2 separate regions of the Mus musculus genome follow, and region 2 is linked to region 1. The links are chromatin contacts, called in public ChIA-PET maps. All regions are on one chromosome and are shown on one strand. Each heading gives the region's core, a stretch centred on a gene start, on an enhancer-like site or on the middle of the called end of the contact. The rest is flanking DNA. Distances are from core to core; before and after follow the strand shown. Region 1 overlaps Gm39849 (a long non-coding RNA gene). Region 2 has its middle 61 kb from the start of Gm39850.

The links. ChIA-PET counts read pairs in DNA pulled down with a chosen protein or histone mark.
Region 2: a contact with region 1 is called in an RNA polymerase II ChIA-PET map of memory CD8 T cells, with 14 read pairs. The contact joins two enhancer-like sites. A contact is called at or near these places in 3 of 484 Hi-C or Micro-C datasets (double positive thymocytes, group 2 innate lymphoid cells and myeloid progenitors), 2 of 115 datasets of contacts at active chromatin or transcription factors (embryonic stem cells and memory CD8 T cells) and 1 of 9 other capture datasets (embryonic stem cells).

Annotation. Positions count from the first base shown.
Region 1 is chr2:72,835,238-72,840,207 of GRCm38.p6, forward strand. Gm39849 (a long non-coding RNA gene) reads right to left here. Exons shown (of 3, transcript XR_866425.2): 2 at 695-884. Among named protein-coding and RNA genes, the nearest start is that of 6430710C18Rik, 24 kb to the left of the region's middle. Within about 2 kb of position 3,059, at least 81 of the 459 cell types and tissues checked have an H3K27ac peak or open chromatin away from gene starts, as enhancers often do. A contact at or near this core is called in memory CD8 T cells, where this site is marked.
Region 2 is chr2:73,067,878-73,072,872 of GRCm38.p6, forward strand. No RefSeq gene overlaps it. Among named protein-coding and RNA genes, the nearest start is that of Gm39850, 61 kb to the left of the region's middle. Within about 2 kb of position 2,989, at least 20 of the 459 cell types and tissues checked have an H3K27ac peak or open chromatin away from gene starts, as enhancers often do. A contact at or near this core is called in memory CD8 T cells, where this site is marked.

The DNA.
Region 1 (4,970 bases), core at 1,809-4,308:
ATTATATAATATTGCATATTGTATAATAGATTCATAGCCTATCAAATATCATAAATATGTAAATATTATATTATAAATATGTAAGTATTGTATTATATAATAATATATAATTGTTTGTATATTTATATATAATACCATATCATATATAATTAGTTATATTATGTATAATTATATATAAAATATATAAATTTTATATTATATAATATATTTGCATATAATTTTCTATAAATTACATATATAATTTATTACATACATAAATATAATACATATAATTTATTAAATTAGTTTATGTTAAAGTAGTAACAATTGTCTCAGATCTGAAGACTCTCAGTCCTCTAAGAATAGGTTCCTCAGTTGTCTCAACCTGGTACTGAGAACCTGTAAGGTTTTAAGAGAGCCACAGGTCGTTAAGTCCGTGATCGAAGCCTGGAAACTACTAGTTCTAATATCAGCAAAAGAATCAGTGGCATCAACAACAAGCTGATTCAACTCAGCAGCAGGAAGCAAGCCACAGGCACAAAAGGCAGATAATCCTCCTTCCAGCTTTGTATCTAGGCTGCCACAGAAGGCACTGCCTACACTGGGGGCGGGTCCTCCCACATTAAGCCAATCAGGACTGCTCTTCAGTTGAGGCTCCCTACTCAGGTCACTTTAACTTATGACAAATTGACATTAAAAAAAAAAAGCCTCTCACCGATATACTAATCACGTATTCCATTCTTGTATGCGGTACATGCATGGCTGTGTCCATCTAAGCTCTGTCCATATAAGAGATGTATGAAGCAGGGGCGGTGGTCCACAGTGGCTGCCAACAGCCTCACTCTAACATGGTGGTCAGCAGAGCTGACCTTCCCATATGGCATCCCAGAGCTCCTGGACAGTGTCTTGGGAGGAAGGAAGTAGGGTGTTAGTTGCTTGAGGTCCTTAAGTCAGCACAGCAACATTCAGTCTACTGATCACAGCATTTCCCAAATCACCCTATATTCAACAGCAAAGAGGTGTCTCAATGGAAAAAAAAATTAAAATATTTGAAGCCATTTTTAGTTCTCCACAACGGCTTTCACTAGATGCCCAATAAATATTTAGAGAATAGATTGGATTCAGCTTTATTCCATGAAAAATAACAGAACTGGAACCGATACAGAGTGAAGGAGTGTAAACGTGAGTACGTAGAGCCCAGCCCAAGATCTGATTCCACGGGAGGAGAATCAAAGTGGTGATAGGCTGGGCATCATGGCGCATGTCTTTGATCCCAGCATTTGGGAGGCAGAGGCAGGCAGATCTCTGTGAGTTCAAGGCCAGCCTGGTGTATACAGTGAGTTCCAGAACACCCAAGGCTATGTAGAGAGACCCTGTCTAAACCAAGCAAGCAAACAAGCAAACAAGCGAAACAAACAAAAAACCCTCCATTTTTGTTTTGTTGCAGACTTTTTGTTTCGATTTGACAGTTTTTGTTATATAAGGTGTTTTTGTTTTTTTGGTTTTTTTGTTTGTTTGTTTGTTTGTTTGCTTGCTTGCTTGTTTTTGACTTTCATTTCTGTTTTATTTGTTTTGTGAGAGAGGGAGAAAGAGAACATGAAGTTCAGTGGATGGGTAAGGAGGTAGGGAGATCTAGGACTAGGAGAGAGGAAGACACGATCAAAATATATTGTATGAGAAAAAATAAATTAAAAAAGATATGGAAGAATTCAGCAGTAAATAAAAAGAAAAAGTCTCTTGCTTATGATAAGCCAACCATGCTTCATTGGAAGGGCATGTGTCTAAGAAAACAAAGGCAGCACAAACTGGATGGGGTGAATGGGAGAGAAGAGAACACAAAGCTGGTTTGGTAAGGATAACTTGGGAGGAGTCACTGGGGAAGTGAATCTGATCAAAACCCATTGTATGCAACTTCTCAAAGAACTGATTTTAAAGTGAGTAGCTAATTAACTGAAATGACAAGTCTCTCCAAGTGCTCTACTCAGTAACTCATCATTTTCACAGCATTATGGGGGACAAGCAGGACTCACATCGCATTTAGTCGTCTGGGGATTGTCACTGCAATTACTTGCCTATGATGCTCAGAACTCTATGCGGAGAAGGAGGCAGGAAGATTGGAAGAGCCAGAGGTGGAGGATGGCTCCAAGAAAACTGTCTTCCAGACACAACAGGAGCAACATTGTGTCACTGTCATATGTGCAGCTGCCCATACTGTTACCTTGTATTCATCTGCCACTTCTGGCTCTTACAGTCTCAATGAATGAATAATGAAAATGTGGCGTATTTACACACTGGAATATTTTTCAGCTATTAAGAAAGATGAAATTTCGAAGCTCACAGGTAAAGGATACAGCTGGAAACAATCATTCTGAGTTAAGTATCCCTGCCAAGTGTCCCTTGCTTTCTTTCATTTGTAGGTGTTAGCTTTGACGCTTTAGACACATACATTTCATTTGGAATACCCACAGAGGTCAGGAAACCAGAAAGAGGGGTGGGGGTGGGGGAGCCTTCAGGGGAGGGGAGATACATAGTTTTTCTGTTGTTTTTTTTTTAACTTTAGCAGTTACAACCAAGACTCTGATTAGCCTGGTCAGGTAGACTTAATCCTGGGTGCAGGTAGATCCCAGCGTTGTGAAGACTGATGCTTTGTCAGGTTTCACACACCTTCCCATTGCTACCGTGCAAATGCTTTAAAGACCGTGAAAATCAAACACTAAACAAATCCAATCTTGTGACCAGAATAAAAAGCATGCCTGAAGGAATTCAGCCCGTGTGTCTAATAAAAATCAGTGGAGACCTTTCCAGGAAGATGATAGACTGGATAATACTTCCACCAGCTTCACTTGAACCCTTAAGGGAAGTTTCTCTAGTGCAGTCACTGAAGGAAAATCCATACTTCATGGCTTTTGCTTAGCATGGAGGAAAAACATACCAAGTCGCCTATGTTTGCAGGAAACGTGAGGTGCTGTGGGCAAAAGTGGGAAGAACCAATGCAAATTTAGCAAGCCAGATAATAACTGGGGAAACCCCGACTCTCACCATCACAGTCTCATTGTCTGAGGATGTGGCAGGCCAGGATTGGCTGACCTGTGAATGACCTTCTTAGACTGTGTAAACAAGGTCAAACAAGTGACATCACTTGGGGTGAAGGAATGAGTCATTAAAAATAGTTATCCCACCCACACTTAGAATTGAACAACTTCTTAGGGGTAATAAAATCTCTCTCTCTCTCTCTCTCTCTCTCTCTCTCTCTCTCTGAGCTCAGAGTTTCCCTGTTGTAATTCCTGTCACTGTGACAAGGACTTAAAGCACTCAATCTTAAAGAACCCAGACCACGCCTTCTTTGACTCCAAGGCAAACAACCGTGTTCTACCTTGAAGAAAATGTAAAGCTGGGTTGAACAGCTTTGAACCGTGTCCAAGCTTACAATGGTTTTCTTTAGCATGTATCAAAACCTAAACAACAATGCTGGGCTGTGTGTAACAGTGCAACAGTTAAGGACCTGGTTTGGCACTAACTGCATTAAGGTGGTCCCAGTTCCACTACTCTCTGGTATTGTAACTCAGGCCAGGTTCATGTGTGCCTTTCATGTCTTGCTCCTTGATTGACAACGGGGGTGGGGGTGGGGGAGGATAGTTTGACTGAGAATTACCTCCAGCCATTCATACATTTAAATACTTAGTCTCTATTGGTGGGCCTATTTGGGAAGGATTAGGAAGTTTAGCCAGGTTGGAGGAGGTGTGTTACTGGGACAGGCTTCAAGGTTTCAAAACACTCAGGGCATTCCCTGAGTTCTCTCCCTGGGGATCAAGGTGTGAACTTGCCACTATGTCTTTGCTCCACCATCATGGATTCTAACCTGTTGCAGGATATTTGATCACAAGGTGAACCCCAACATTGTTTTTTACAGAAAAAAAAAAAATAGCTGTTTCTAGTTATGATGTGGCTCAGCCTTAGCACACACCTTTAATCCCAAACAATGAAAGTAAAGTTAGTTTGTAGAAGGAAGCACTCATGTTTGAAAGTGATGTACAATTGAGTGGCAGGCAAAGTGACAAACCAGAGAAAGATTTGACAGAATAGGACGTGCCCAACTCTCACAAGGAGAGGAAAGGGAGGCTGCTTAAGAGAGCCGTGCAAATTTTTGGTGTTGCTTTGTGTAGCTACAGTAAATTGTGCGAGCTGTACTGAATGTTACAGAATTCATTAGGAGTAAAGCATGGGAATGTGGCATGAAATTTGGAGTGGGCATGGGCAGGTGGTTCTGCATGTAAATGTACTGGCTGTTCTTCCAGAGGACCAGGATTTGATTCCCAACACCCACCTATAACTCCTGTTCTAGAGGATCTCATACTGTCTTCTGGCCCCTGTGGGCACCACCAAGCAAGCAAACACTCATATAAATGAAATAAAAATACTTTTTTTTTAAGAAAAAGAAAAAAACAGAGAGAGAGAGAGCAGTGCGGTGTGTGTGTGGGGGGGGGGGAGGAGAGCATTTTACTGGGCTAGTTATAGAGATAGGTTGCAGTGACAGAAGGAGCCAGAGAATGAGAAGGAACCAGAAGATTAGAGCAGATTGCTAGAGTTAGTTTGAGGCCAAGCAGAGCAATTCAGGAAAGGCCAATGGAGAGAAGCCAGATGGTGTCAATCAGCTTGGAGAGGAATGTGAGCCAGAACAGCTGCGTTGACTTGCTAGTCACAGCTCAGAAAGAACTAGGAAGCCGGGATGAGCTTACTCAGCACCAAGTCTCAGAGGCTGAAAACATTCTAGGTCTAGGTTAGATCGTACAGGCCGGCTAGAAGCTTCCAGGACTAGGTTAGCAGACAGAGGCAGTAATTCTTCCCAGACAACAATTTCACTCGAGGAAATAAATGATACTTTTACACTGAAACTGCAAGGGATTCTTTTATAAAAGTTGTCTTGGTCCTGGTGTTTTGTCTCAGCAATAGAAAAGTAACTAAGACAAAGGAACATGGTAGTTGTGCCGGTT
Region 2 (4,995 bases), core at 1,739-4,238, 230 kb after region 1:
AAACCATATGTACTCTTTATCCTGTTTGGCATCAATATTCATGTCGGCCTCTGAGAGCGTTCATTCATTCTCTTGCCCTGCAGGGGTGTTCTCTGATGTAGGGAGAGCATCATACTTTATCATCTGCCTAAATAAGACAAAAGTCTGTATTCCACACCACATCTGGCACTTTGAGCTTCCCATCCGTGGCTGGAGTAGAAAATTCCTTGTAATACATTTAAGTAAAAAGAGCAAGCCAATTAAAAAAAAAAAACTAAGCACAACTTTTATTTTTTAAGGTTCTCTTGCTTTCCCCATTTTTTAAAAAACCCTAGGTGGAGAGTATGCATTGCCCTGTGATTCAGTTGCAACTCCTTGGCTGGTATTTCTCTGTGAGATAGACCTTCATGCTCCCTCAAGCCAGACCTGCGGTCCCTAGCACAATAGGGCTTGCTCCTGCCCGAGGTCCTCACACAGTCTGTTCTGTTTCCTTGAGGCTTCCTCTCTCTCCCTTCCCTGGTACTTCTGGGCTTCTTCTAATCTCTGCTCAAATCTATCCTTTCCAGGGAGTCTTATGTGGTCAGCTGTAAGGTTCCATGGTTTGGGGTCAGTTGTCCCCTAATTAAGCTCACGGAGCTTAGTTGGAGTGAGCAGCAGCAGGCCATTCCATCCACTCACTATTCTATGCCTCACAGCAACGCTGACAGTGTTGAGATCCCCTGGATCAAGCAATTGAGGGTCAGAAATAGAAGTTTCCTTCCCCAGGCTGCACGAGGCAGGAACTGCCAGGATTCCTTCACCCTTCCCTCTTACTCTCCACTACAAGGACTGAACACCATGTGAACATCACAGGGATTCTGGGACAACAAGATGGTTAGGCAGGGCATTTTCAGAGTGCCATCCTGGGTACAGGAGCTGACTGATCTGCTCTGTGGTTATGTCAGTCAGGTGGCCTGTAACAGGCTGTTCTCTGCCTTCCTATTCATTTTTATCTCTGCACTGGAATTCTCCTGTCTGGCCTAAGCTAGGAGAGGCTGACCTATGCTGTGCTAGACTCTGATCAGGGTTTACAGTTTGTGCCTCTTTTTATGAGCTCAGCAGAAATATGTTGCCAGCTTATGTTCTTTTATCTAGCATCCTGCACATGAACTGAACCAAGAGAATTTGATAAGCATGAGGGAAATAAATGATTGGATGGATGGATGGATGGATGGATGGATATATGGATGGATGGATAGATGGACTGGATGCATGGATGGATGGATGGATGGATATATGGATGGATGGATAGATGGATGTGTGGATGGGTGGATGGATGGATAGATGACTGGATGGATGGATGGATGGATGGATGGATGATGGATGGATGGATGGAAAATAACAAGGAATCGACACATTTTTGTCCTTAGACATTTCTAACACATTTGACACGCCGTGACTGAAAGAGAGTGAAAACTAACGCTTTCCAGATAATACTTCTCCAGCCAGATGTTCAGAGATGAAACAAAAAGGGGAAGAAGAAAAAAAAAATAACCCTTCACACTGCTTTGCATTCTGTGCCCACATCTCTAGAAGAATAATGTGGCAGTCATGTTCAACATGTATGGTCTGCACTTGGGACGAAGTTAACTGGGATAGAATAAACATAAAAATGATATAGAAATGCCAACAGCATCAAGGGAACAGCAGGTAGAAAAAGTGCCTGGCCAGGACCACACAGTCCAGATATGACAACTGCCACCTATCAGTGTTAGGGAAGTAGGCTCCTAAGGGAGAAGTGAAAAGATGGTCAAGTGCGGTCTGGGACCTTACATCTGTGCAGCTGTCCTCAGTAGCTGTGGGATCTGCATCCATGGCCGCAGTTAGTGGTAAGAAACTAGCTCTGTACTGCACATAGATGGCTTCTCCCTTGTGTGGACCCTACACAGCACAATAGTGTTTGCATAATATTAGACACTAGTAATCTAGAGATGATTTAAAATACACAGGAGGGTAAGTGCAGGGTATATGCAGATTCCTGTCATTTTATCCGAGGGGTCTGAGTACACATGGGTCTTGGTGTCCACAAGGCTCCTTAGAACCAATCCCCATCAGACATAGATAGTCTGTATTTCAGTGACTGTCATGGATATTCTGTTTATCAGAGTGTATATGGCCTTATCATTTTCTACTCTTCTAAATTCATCAGTAGACGGATAACATGTTGACTAACAAGTCTCCTTTACAGGCCAAAATGGCTAGTATGGATGAGAGGACACTATTTTGCCAGAGGGTACAGACCAGCCTAAGAATCTAAGGACTCAGGGCTGGTGAGATGGCTCAGTGGGTAAGAGCACCCGACTGCTCTTCCAAAGGTCCAGAGTTCAAATCCCAGCAACCACATGGTGGCTCACAACCATCTGTAACGAGATCTGACTCCCTCTTCTGGAGTGTCTGAAGACAGCTACAGTGCAATTACATATAATGAATAAATAAATCTTAAAAAAAAAAAAAGAATCTAAGGACTCTTAAGTACTGCCATTTAAATTATAAGCTATTTATTTGTCTCCTTATTTACAATTAGCACCTGGTAATGTGCTGATCTTATGGAGGTCCTTAGGATCTGTTACCATGGTTACCACCAATGTAAATGCTACACTATATAAAAGAAACAATTTAGAAATGGCTGGCTATTAAGCCGAGCCTATTTAACTGGTTTGGGAGATATTTTATTCTGGTGGAGTCCTTGCATTTGGGTCCCACTTCAAAGTCAACGCATTAAGTTTTTGATGGGCTTTAAGATGCTTTCAGAGCCTTGTGCTCGCACAGTAGGGAGCTGAATGTTTTTCAAAAGAGCCCCAAGAAAGTGGTGCCTGGTAGAAAACAAGTGCAATGGGTGGAGAGCCCGGCAATCTCACTTAAAAAGTGTTCAAACCGCCACCAAAAATAGCAACATCTCCTCCCACAAGCCCGCAGGCTCTCACTCCAGGCCCAGAGGTTTCCAGCAGCTGTGCCCAGGCCTTTTGTGCCCAGGCCTCCTGCGCCCATCCTCCAGTGGGGCAGATAGGAATGTGCAGACGAAAGGGTCTCCCACTGTCCTCCTTTCTGTCACCAGACTATAGGCTGTAAGGCCACCCTCTTGACATTCACCTGGCTTCTCAGTAGGCCGTTAGGAAGCCATTTGCAGAACTATTTGACTATGGACCACAAAATGATTCCGTTGGTAGGATGGGTGACTGGCATTTTCAGATGTGACCACGCCACCTCTCTCTCGGTGTGTTTCTCCACGTAAGCAAGAAGAAGCGCAGTGAGCACTGCTAGGGGCGGGAGACAAAGCAAACCCTCGCCCCTGGCTTCTGTCACCCAAACCCAAGTCCTCGGAGGAATTCAGGAAAAAGAGTTTGAGGAGGAAAGGAAAGGAGAGATGAAAGAAGGTGAGGGAAGCAGGGAAGGGGAGGGAGGGTCAGGAAGTGGGGAGGACAGGAGTGGAGGCTGTGGTTCAGCAGAGCCTCAGGCTGGCCTCTAAGGCAAATGCCAGGGAGATGGGGAAAGAGTCAGCAAGGTCACCTAGACCAGGGTTGCAATGTAAGGTCAGGCCGGATGGGTGACACTGGCCTGAGGGAGAGCAAGCAGTATGGCCTGGGTCTGGAGAGGGGGTTATTCACCCAAAGCCAGACCCCCCTTGGACTTGAATAGATTTCAAGAGGCAAGCCAGGGTCCCAGACCTGGCAAGAGTCATGGGCAGGGATTTGGGGGCATCTGATTAGTACCTATATGTGCTGAAAGGGAGAATAGGAGGGGATCCCAGAAGTTGGGCATAACCGTGGGGTAGATGAGAAAATTCTCCTTAACAAGGAGCTGCCTATGGTCTATCCCCCATTAGTCTGTTGAAAGGCACTTCCAATCAAATATTAGTTTCTCGTAGATTTCAGTCTCTGGGCAGGGATTTGCGTTCATGTCATGTTTGGGAAATGCTTATTTTAGAAAGTCGCCCAAAGTTCTTTATTGTAGGATTTCTCAGAAATTTAATATTTGAAAATATTCCATTCCGCGTCTTCAAGACAGGCGTTCAGTAGATCACTGGTGTGCTGGCAAATGATTAATAACCAACTTGAGAATTAAATCAAGGCTTAAAAGACTTGATTTATAGTGTCGCAACTCCCATGTTGTAAACCGAGAAGTCATTCCAGTTTCAGAGTGTCCCTCAGGGCTGCAGAGGACTTTGTTATTCTGTCAATCTGTGATGCCAGTCCCAGGCTGACATCCTAACAAGCAGGAATGATCCAGAGGGCTCCTCTTCAGGACAGTCAATGAGCTCACATGCTAAAATCTACCTTGGAGATGCCTGCCAGGAACGCGGCTCCACGACCCTGCGCTCACATCTACCAAACCACCCGCATCTTGGCTTACTACAGTATTTCCACAGAAGTGTTTGTTTGCTGAGAAACACTTTCACTGCATAGACACACTGGTCTTGAACTCCTGTGGTCACAGTCTCTGGAGTGATGGAATGGCAGGCATAGAACACCATGGAGTTAGGTTCTTCTAAGTGATCATACTCATTCAGACATGAATGATAAAAAATAATGAAGAAAATCCAGGCGGTGATAACACACACTTTCAATCTTAGACACTGGGAGGCAAAGGCAGGTGAATCTCTGAGTTGAAAGCCAGCCTACTCTACAGAGTGAGTTCCAAGACAGCCAGAGGTACACAGAGAAACTCTGTCAAAACAAACAAAGCAAAAGAAAACACAAGAATCCAGAAAGGACTGGGTTCCTGTGTCCAGTTGACTATGCTCTCCGAGGACCCCCACGTAATTCCTGTGTGCTGGAGGTCCTGCCTCTGCTGAGGGCTGTGCAGCCAACAAGATGGTTGGAAAAGGGTGTGCGACTTTGAGGCCTACACATCATGAAAGACAGCGTAACCTTTGCCTTGTTCTTTCTTGGGCTCTCTCAAGGCTGGTCGGGATGCGTGTCACACTTGAGTGTCTCCTGGAATAGAGCTCTGGAGCCCAGGTGGCAAGAAACTAACCAG